2 separate regions of the Zea mays genome follow, and region 1 is linked to region 2. Evidence: chromatin contacts called from public Hi-C data. All regions are on one chromosome and are shown on one strand. The core of a region is the stretch at or near the end of the contact, and the rest is flanking DNA. Distances in the headings are between cores, read along the strand shown. Region 1 holds the start of LOC100383283 (RNA-binding KH domain-containing protein). Region 2 holds the start of LOC100381486.

Region 1 (4,873 bases), core at 2,164-4,663, 140 kb after region 2:
AAAATCGCTCTGGAAATTATCTTAGCAAAATATACCTTCTCTCCATTGATTTTCTTAGTCCCATACACTCGAATGACAGCACCAGTTTCCTGCCATGTGTGAATAAAGCCAACAGTTTAACAAAGAGATTGCTCTCAGGGATGTTTCGACTATATATATATATATATATATATATATATATATATATATATATATATATATATATATTTCCATGAATAAATCATACTTCATGTAGTCTCTTCTGGGTATTGCTCTCAGATCCTAGAAGAACTCCAATAATATTATTTCCTGGGTGTGCTTCTGCCTGCAATGGCCAACAGCATACAGTAAATGGCGTAGGCAGCCAGCTAGACCTTATGGGCCAGATCGGAAGTAGGGAAGGCTCATTAGTGTTAGGATTAGAGATTTAGGCCTTGTTCGTTTGTGTCGGATTGGTGGGTCGGAACGATTTCTAACCGGATTGCTTCTCTAATTTATATAAATTTTGATTAGCTGGAACGATTCCGGGTGCAATCTGACGTAAACGAACAAGGCCTTAGAGATAAGATTAGCCACCTTTATTAGAAGTCAAGTAAATCTCTCTATATATACAAAAGGGGAGTTGTATTAATTGTAAGCAAATTTTTACAAGGAGAGATCCTCATCTACCTCAGCCCCTGGGCCTTGAGATTGACCGCTGTCCCCAGCGTGCCCAATCCAAAGTGCTCGGTTTGGCATCCGTTCACCCTACCACCCACAATCACCGTTGTCCCCAGCGTGCCCAATCCAAAGTGCTCGGTTTGGCATCCGTTCACCCTACCACCCACAATCACAGCTGTCCCCAGCGTGCCCAATACAAAGTGCTCGGTTTGGCATCCGTTCACCCTACCACCCACAATCACCCAAATGACCAATGTTCTGCACGCCCCTCTAATCAGGGACATGATGATAACTTAAAAAGATCTACCAAATTTTAACAAAAGGCTAAATATTAATACCAAAATGAAGTATAACACAACATAGATAAAAAACAGATCGATCAACAATACAGCTATTGGAGACAACCCAAGCTGTGATGCATAATTCTAGTACATTCCAAGGAAAATTGAGATAAGCTCCTATTGGTGTAATTCGATTGTTCAAGTACAAGGAACTCTTGGAGTATCAGAAATATAGCAGCAAAAGAACAAAAAGGTCAACGAAATCTTTGCATACAAGTAAAACAATTAATTAATGGCAAAAGATCAAAACAAACAATAAGCAATGATGAGGTAGTGACCTTACATACCGGAACAGGGATTTTTGTCTCCCTAAGTACTGGTTTGTAGTTCTCAGGTGTCTTATATCCCGGATTCAAACGGAGTATTTCACCTACAGATAATATGCACCACAGTTAAGCCAACAGATTCCTTTGGAGACTAAATAAAGATATTTAACAAGGCCAACAGCAATTAACAAGAACTTCACATATTTATTTTCAAGCAACTACATGCATTGTCAAACAAGATACTACTCGATAAAGGAACCTCATGGCCCCATTAGCACCAAGATGCATTGACTCAGGCACATTTATTTCCACTTGAGTAAAAATGAAGCGCATGAATACAGGAGAAAAAGATAACTTCTCTGACCGATAAGCTCTCGTCTTTCAAGTTCCAATAGTTCAACATTTCCCAGCTGCAAAAAGAGTAAAAAAATGATAAGCAAATGGGAGCATATAACCATTTTATCTTGATACACTATGGGCTCGCATCCAAACAAAATTGCTGAGTGTAGACCATATGTACTGGTGACAGCATTCAAATCAGGAATACCTCGTTCTCTTTCAAGATGTCAGGACCAATAGAATTCAATTCATTTCCAGCAGACACTGAACCATCAATTTCGGACGTGTCCAAAGCTCCAGACTTCAGCTGCTTGGAAATTTGCTCCACTCGAGTCTGCTCATGAAGTAATATGAATTAATGACACCTGGCAATTGAAGCATCGTACATGAGAGAATCGCAAGAAAAAGCCATTTTCTGTCCAGTCAGTGAGGAGGCTGGGCGTATCCTCTCAATAAAAGTAAATAATGATACATTTTGGTCTAGCCTCCAAAGTAATGCTCACTCAATGGTGAGTTTTTTCAGCATTTCCTGTTCTAACCAACGGAACTGAAGTACACAGCAAGTTCTAAATTTCTAAAGCGGCTACAAAATGCATGCATACTATTCCTGGTTAAGTTTTGAATGTAGATTGACACAGGTACCAGGCTACCAAGAGAAAGAAACATTTTAAGAAAAGACACCCAAGTTAGACATCCTTTTTACTGGAAGTAATATGGAATTATTTAAAACTGTGGCGGCTATTTCCAAGGATTATTTTTACTGAGAAAAGGTACCTTAATGTAACTAGTACTAGTAGGTACAAGTTGAACCAAACATATTGCATCAATCAAAATGCAAAAGATGGTGGTAGTGCATAGAACAATTGATGCAAAGAGATAGAGCAGGCTAGAAGCATAAACCCATGGAGGCGAAAGAGAAGAGTGATAAGTGATAGTACGATACCTGGTAGGCCAAAGCCCTTCCTTTGCACACGACAGGGTCCAAAGCAAGGTCAGGCCCCCACTTTGTCTTTCTGTGAACATGCCTGCTGCTATCTTCGTTGGATGCAGTTGGTGTTTCATTCTTGTCACTGGTGCTCCGGATTACGAGTGAGCCGGCCAGCTTGTTCTTAGGTATGATGAATCCAGCTTTTGCCCCAAACATTGAGATCTTGGGGGTCAAAGACGATGGTGCTGCGAATTTTGCTGGGCGATGCTCCGCAGAAGATTGCTCAAGTTTTGTAGTCATCTGCAATAGCCAATAGGGAGGAGCCAGTGAACGGCATGAGTGTAAACATGTACAACCTTTTTTTTGGCAAAATAAGTGAAGTTAGTGGGCATTATACACAAATAATCGAAGTTAGTTGGCATAATACATATACACACTTGTAATTAGATCAGATAGGAATACAAGGTTTGGCCCCAATTGGATTGTTCAGAAACGAGAAAAATGATATAATATTGCTGGTACAGGATATATATAGGAACTAAAATATACAGTTCATGTCTTGTAAATATGCGTCAGTTCAACTTGTCATCGGTTAAAACGAACAACAAAATACAGTGCCAGGGTGCGATTCTAGACAATCCTTGACCCTGCCCACCAAACAGAGCTCGAGATCTCTTGATTCACTGGTACAGAATTCAAACCTTGTGAATAGTGGTTGGGGATTGGAGCTCGCCTTCGGAAGACCTGAGGACGATGCAGCCAGCAGGAAGCGGGGGTAGGCGGCGCGGTGTAGCTGTTACGGATACGAGGCGCGAGCCGCGACGGCGGGGGCTCCTGGGGGCGCGAGCCGCGGCAGCAGCGGGCTGCTGGGGGCGGCGTGGTCGACTAGGGCGTGGATGCGGCAACACCGCAACAGTCACCGCTGCTGGGACTCCCTCACCCAGTCACCCCCCACCCCCACCCCACTCAAAGAAAATTACTGCAGCTGGTATTCCCTTCATTAAAAAAAAAGGAAAACTGCTTGTGCTGGGCCGGTCGTGGCTATTTTAGTGGGCTAAACTGATCTCTACACTTTATGGAACACCGTTTATCGAATGTCATCACACAGATATAATATATTTTTTATCAGTCTAATCTAACACATGTTTGAGGATATAATATTATATTTGCAGTATAGATTCGAAGGAGAAAAACAAGACTACAGCGATCCACCAACGAAAAACTTTGGTCCATATTAAAGTTTTTTAACCTAAAAAATACTGTGATATTGGTAAAACTATAATTTAAAATACAGAGTTTCTATATATTCTCCCAAACCCCTTCTAGCTTAAAATATTATTATCTTGAAACTAAAAAATATCATGTTCTCAAATGGGTCCTTGATTTGGAGAGCTGTGGCTATGGTAGGGCAGAATCTTTGTACCTTGGCTCGGAGTGGTTTTGAAGGTGTCCTGTTCCTATTTTTAGTTATTCATAAATTGCCAAATGTTTGATAAGGTTTTTAAACAATAGAAAATGTTTTTGCACTTTAAAAATTTTCAAAAAAAAGATCTGGAGATAGATTGGGCTACACCAAATACAAATAAAAACACCTTCAAAACCACTCCAAACCAAGACAATAATGTAATTTGAATGAATTTAGAGGTTAAGGAAGGTAAAATGTCTATTTTAGAGTTTAAGAGGAAAAATAGACCATGCCAATTGCCAAGTTTAGGGATAGTTTAGAAACTTAAATTCCTCTGGGATTCCCAGTGATTGAGTGGAAAACTTGCTCATTTTTTCACTCAGTCACCGGAAATCTAAGAGGATATTTAAGTTTCCAAAGAACACAGTTTTTTTCCAACTTAAATCCCACCACTAATCTGATTCAGAGCCCAAGTATGTAGACTCATGAATATAAAAAAAGTGTACCCAAAGCCTATGAACAAGAAATCCACAATGCAGAGAATCGTATACCTGTTGGACTGGTTTGGTGACAAAGGAATTGAAGGGGGTCCATGTGAAGGAAATTGAATAGTAAAGGATTTCCTGCCCATAGATCCCCTCGCATCCTCTTCAATTCATTTGTCATCAAACCAATGCGTCCTCACATCCTCTCCAATTCATTTGTCACCAAACAAATACACTGTGTTAATCATTCTTTTGTAAGAATCAGACTTCGTCGTGAAAAAAAAATAAAGCAATCGTTCAAGGTAGATCTGACCTCTTGATTGAATTTTGTTGAATTGATTTTATCTCGCTTTCAGTCAAACGCGAAGATGTGGGCAAACAAGCCGCAACTATCCTATAATGATCACAACTATCCCATAATGATCACGAGAGGGTCTTGAAATTACTGCATGACTGGAGGGTTCAAAGGG
Region 2 (4,710 bases), core at 501-3,000:
TAATTTTAAAATATTTAGATCTAGTGAGGCAAGCTTGGTTATCATTCCTAAAGCAAATGACTGTCGAAAAATCCTTAACAGTTATGGTGAATTGGCTGGCAATCCAGAAAATGCTTGCTGATGGTCTTGGCCAAATGTCACTAAAGAACACTCCACAAAAGGTTTGTACCTGACAATTATATGCTAACTCAAGTTGTTCAGAAACATCCTCTCGCAAGGGAATCCAATCAACACCACCTTTGCGAGCGAACCAGTGGCCTCTCAAGACACGCCTGTTTTCACCGTTCCAGTACACAGGGAAGCAATGCCGCCTCATCAAATCAACCTGCAGAACAGTAGGTTGTTGCGAAAAGACCAACTCACTAGATAGCATACTGAGAGTAATCAATGATAATGGGTAGAATGCTTCTCAATAATCCATACACGATTCATTCCGGTTATGATAGAGCGTACTAGAGAAGAGATTACAGACCTCATATAGTCCACCTTTCACAGGAACCCCAACCCGTTCTTCCTCCACCTTATAAAGATATGCAGAATCATCACTTTCAACCAAGGATCCTCTCGGTCCTGCACTGCATTCAGCATACTCACGCCACCAGTATGCAAGCAGCACTTCCTCCCTCTACAAACAGTAACCCAATAACATGAACTTTAACAAAGTTATTAACAACGGATGCAATCCTCCTCATACTGTATCAGATATGTTAAAAAAGTGAGCAAAACAAATCTACAATAACAAATGTGCCACTGCCAACATGGACTACTGTAGATAAACGCACAAAATTAAACAAAAAATCACCATGAAGAATCAAATACCCTACTATTTTATCAGTTTTCAGATAGATTGTACTTCAATGGTTGTAGAACTAATATTAAAGATGGTGTAGATTTCTAACTAAACATTTACGTGTTGAGATGGTAACCTCCAAGAAAGACGCCTCCAGTGCCAGAGAGTCCCTCTCGCTGAACCGGAAATAGTCTCCTTTCCCCACTATCTCTGTCCGCGGTACGGACGAAGAGAGCACTGCATCGACAATCGAATCAGTAAAACTTAGCCTGAAGCATCGACAATGTGGAGACCGATGAATTCACTACAAATCTCCAGTAATAGTAGGTGTGCTGAAACTGTCCACGCCATTCTCTGCTACTGTTCAATTATAATGCTTCTAATTTCTAACAAGGCAGACAGAGGTCACATGGGGCTAAAATTGCAGCCCCCAATTTGCAGGTTCCGGGACAGGTCCTTTTGAAACTCATACATGAGTTGTTAGCTCAAAATAGTAACTAGTTTTTGTCAAAGTGTCAAACACGCACAGCGCAGGCGACAGGGGGAGGGGGGAGGGGGGAGGAGAAGAGGATAGACGGGGGGTGGCGCACCTTTGTCGGCGAGGGGGAGATTGCAGAAGTACCAGCGGACGTCCTTGCCGTCGGAGGGGCTCTTGGTGTGCGCAAGGTATTTGCGCCGCGCCGCGCAGTGCCCGATCGCGTCCTCCAGCCGCGCGATGTTGGAGGGCGTGTTCCGCAGCGAGTCCGGCGACGCGCCCTCCGACTCCCCGGCGGTGCCCGCGGGTGCGCGGCTCGTCGACGCGTGCGTGTCCCCCGGGCCGCCCCGCGCCCCCCACCTCTCGTCCCGGCCTGCCATGTGCGCTGCTCCCGGTTCGGGATCGCCGGCGGCGAGTGGAAAGGGGAGGTGTGTGGAGTCGGAGACGGGGAAGAGAGAAGGGCAGCGGGGGGTGGGGGCGGCGAGGTGGGCCCCCACCATACGAAGGGTAAGGAAGGTGGAAGTCACGGAGTTATTTGAGATTGTAACATTCTCGTCGCGCGGCTTCGCCACTTTATTACTCCGCAGCTGCGCATCGCCATTTTGGTATTCTGGAGCTCACAGCCGCGCTATATTGGGACAGTTAATGCCCGGCGATCTGTTACCTTCCATTAGGTATGGTAAAAGTCAATTTTATCCCTGCTTTAACCACGTTGGCGCCACTCCGGAGCTCAAAGGACGAGGATCGCTTGAGGCGGCCAAGCCCAGGTCACGAGAGCTCATACTTCTCAGCGTTAGCTGCTGCATCTTCTCCCTTTGCGCAAGGGCCGAGAGCAACCTGGAGCTCATCGGAGACACCGGCTCAGGGACAACCGTGGCCCGAGGAGACAGCAAGCTCTGCTGCTCCTGGAACTGGTTCAGCATGGCGGCCTTACGCGTCGGCGAGAAAGCAGAGCCGCCCTGGTCTGCGCGGCGCCCGCCATCTCCGTCGAGAACAGATCGTCAAGATTGGACGGCACGAGCGTCTTTCCCCTTGCCGACCGCAGAGAGGCTGGCGACCCGACGGTTGTGAGCTGGAAGCGGCGGCGGGAAGGAGGACTAGGCCGGCGGCTGTGAGCTGCCGCCGATTCCCACCGGCCTCGACATGGGGGTCGTGGTCGCCGACAGCTAGGACGCCATGCTCGGCAACGCCGCTGCGGCGGCGCAGGACCAGACGTTCTCGAACTGGTTCATTGGGGCCGCCGGCGACTTGGATCAGTCAGGACCGCCGCTTCCCGTGCACCACCAGCCCGAACTCGGCTTCTGCCGCCGCCGCCGACGGGGCAAGGTCATGCCTTTCCACCACTAAATGGTCCTGCTCCATTCCAGCTCCAGCCTTCGCCGCCACTGCCCCACGGGGCGATGAAGAGGACGGCTGCGGAGGCGGCGCAGCAGCAGTTGCTGGACGAGCTGGCGGCGGCGGCAAAGGCCGCTGAAGCTGGCAATTCCATTGGCGTGCGAGCGATATTGGCGCGGCTCAATCACCAGCTTCCCCCGCTCGGGAAGCCGTTCCTCCGCTCCGCCTCCTACCTCAAGGAGGCCCTCCTCGCGCTCGCCGAAGGCCATCACGGCGGCTGCCATCATCGCGGCGTACAAGACTTTCTCTGACCACTCGCTCGTGCTCCAGTTCACCAACTTCACCGCAACGCAGGCACTTCTTGACGAAATTGGTGGCAGCACGTCGTCCTGTATCCATGTCATCGATTTTGATCTTGGCGTTGGAGGCCAGTGGGCTTCTTTCTTGCAGGAACTTGCGCGGGTCCCGCTGCCGCACGTTCTCGCCGGGGTGGATGAAGGGGCACTCCGTCCAGTCGTGGGAGTAGGCGCGCGAGCACGCGCGCACCTTGAAGGAGTACATACGGAAGTCGTTGGAGGCGTAGGCACCGTTCTTGATGTCGGGGAGGGAGGGATCCGGCGGCCACTCCTTGCGCCCTCCGAGGAGCTAGGAGACGGGATACCGCAGCCGGCGCAGCGGAGGCGCCGCCGGCGGCTGCGAGGTGGAGCGCGGTGGAGAGGGACGACGGTGAGGCTCCGCGGAGGCGACCATGAGCGGGGTCATAGGCTCCGCGCCGCGAGGAGGTCCCCGAGCGCCGTGGAGTCGTTGTCGGCCGCGAGCTCCAGTAGCCGCGCAGTTATGGCCGCAGCCGCGTCGGAGTTCTCTCGCAAGAACAATCGAAGTCCGGCTAGGGGTAGATTAGTACGAAGGTGAATACAACCTGCAGAAAGAGCAACATAACAGACGTTAATAAAGCGCGGGGCATTAACTATCCCAATATGGCGCGGTTGTGAGCTTCAGAATACTAAAATGGCGATGCGCAGCTGCGGAGTAATAAAGTAGCGAAGCCGCGCGACGAGATTGTTACAATCTCAAATAACTCGGAAGTCACGGGACGGAGGGAATGTGCCCGCCCGATAGAGGCGAATGTGCCCAACTCCAACTGCAAGACCGACCTCCCTGATGGACGGAGATTTTTGCTATTACGAAACACGCCACATAAACGTTAGTATATAGACTCGTTCAACGCATCAGCCATGTTTGACAGATTAATCCTCCCCCGTGAGGATTAGTCTGTCTATCTACCATAGTTGTCCTCAGCACCGTCAGTCCTTGTGCCGCCGTTGCCCGTCGTCTTGCTCCGTCCCCCGCTTGCCAGGTCTAAACGCGTGCGCAGACTCCGCTTAGGCGTCCCGCTGTCGTGCCCCGTCTAAGAGCCACCGATTCGTCCTCGTCGTGCGCGAGCTAGCTGATCCCCTCTTGCAGCCATGGCTGCTCCGGTCGTTGCATGCTCCCCGGCGCTCCGGGTCCAAGTGAAAGCAGCCATGGATGTAGCGTCATTTCGGGTACCGACATCTCTCAGTTTCCCCAGGGAAAGAGTAAGCTTTCCATCAATTCGGACGCGGCGGATTCTGAAAAGCTCATGCTCGCTAGTATGTACTCCCAGGCAAGTGATGATGATTTTGTCATCTACTATTTATTATGAATAAGAAGATGTCCACACTCCCATGGCGTTCTTTTCTTGGAGCTTAATAGACAGCGCCAGGCGGACGTAGTCCTCGACGCCAATGGTCATGTACATCAGCGCGTACCTGCCGTTGGTGAGCACCTTGACGACGTCGCCGACGTTGGCCACCAGCGCTCCGGGGATGGGGTCGACGCTGATCCACGCACCGCACCTCCTGATCTGCAGCCTCGGGACGGCGCTGACCTGGAGCAGCAGCGTGAGGCCGGCGGCGTCTGAGTACTACTCATCGACGCCTACCTCGAGCGCCGCCTCGTGCGGAACCTCACGTTCGCGTTTGATCGGCTCGACGGCGACGCTGAGCCCACCGTGGCTACGGATCCCATCGTGTTCGAGGCGTTCGGCAATGGCGGCTTCCACGCCAACTCTGTGGTGTTGCTGGAGGCA

The links. A called contact is a pair of places that touch in the nucleus more often than the background predicts.
Region 1: a Hi-C map of ear shows a contact between it and region 2, with 2.2 times the contacts expected there. The contact joins the promoter of LOC100383283 here to the promoter of LOC100381486 in region 2. A contact is called at or near these places in 8 of 25 Hi-C or Micro-C datasets (ear, endosperm, leaf and 2 more).

The regions. Positions count from the first base shown.
Region 1 is chr6:8,322,430-8,327,302 of Zm-B73-REFERENCE-NAM-5.0, forward strand. LOC100383283 (RNA-binding KH domain-containing protein) reads right to left here and starts at 3,414. Exons shown (of 9, transcript NM_001175943.1): 1 at 3,215-3,414; 2 at 2,529-2,813; 3 at 1,794-1,919; 4 at 1,611-1,656; 5 at 1,268-1,350; 6 at 227-304; 7 at 36-89. The coding sequence starts at 2,813.
Region 2 is chr6:8,184,628-8,189,337 of Zm-B73-REFERENCE-NAM-5.0, forward strand. It overlaps LOC100381486, which reads right to left and starts at 1,751. Exons shown (of 22, transcript NM_001348674.1): 1 at 1,381-1,751; 2 at 927-1,027; 3 at 473-625; 4 at 170-325. The coding sequence starts at 1,645.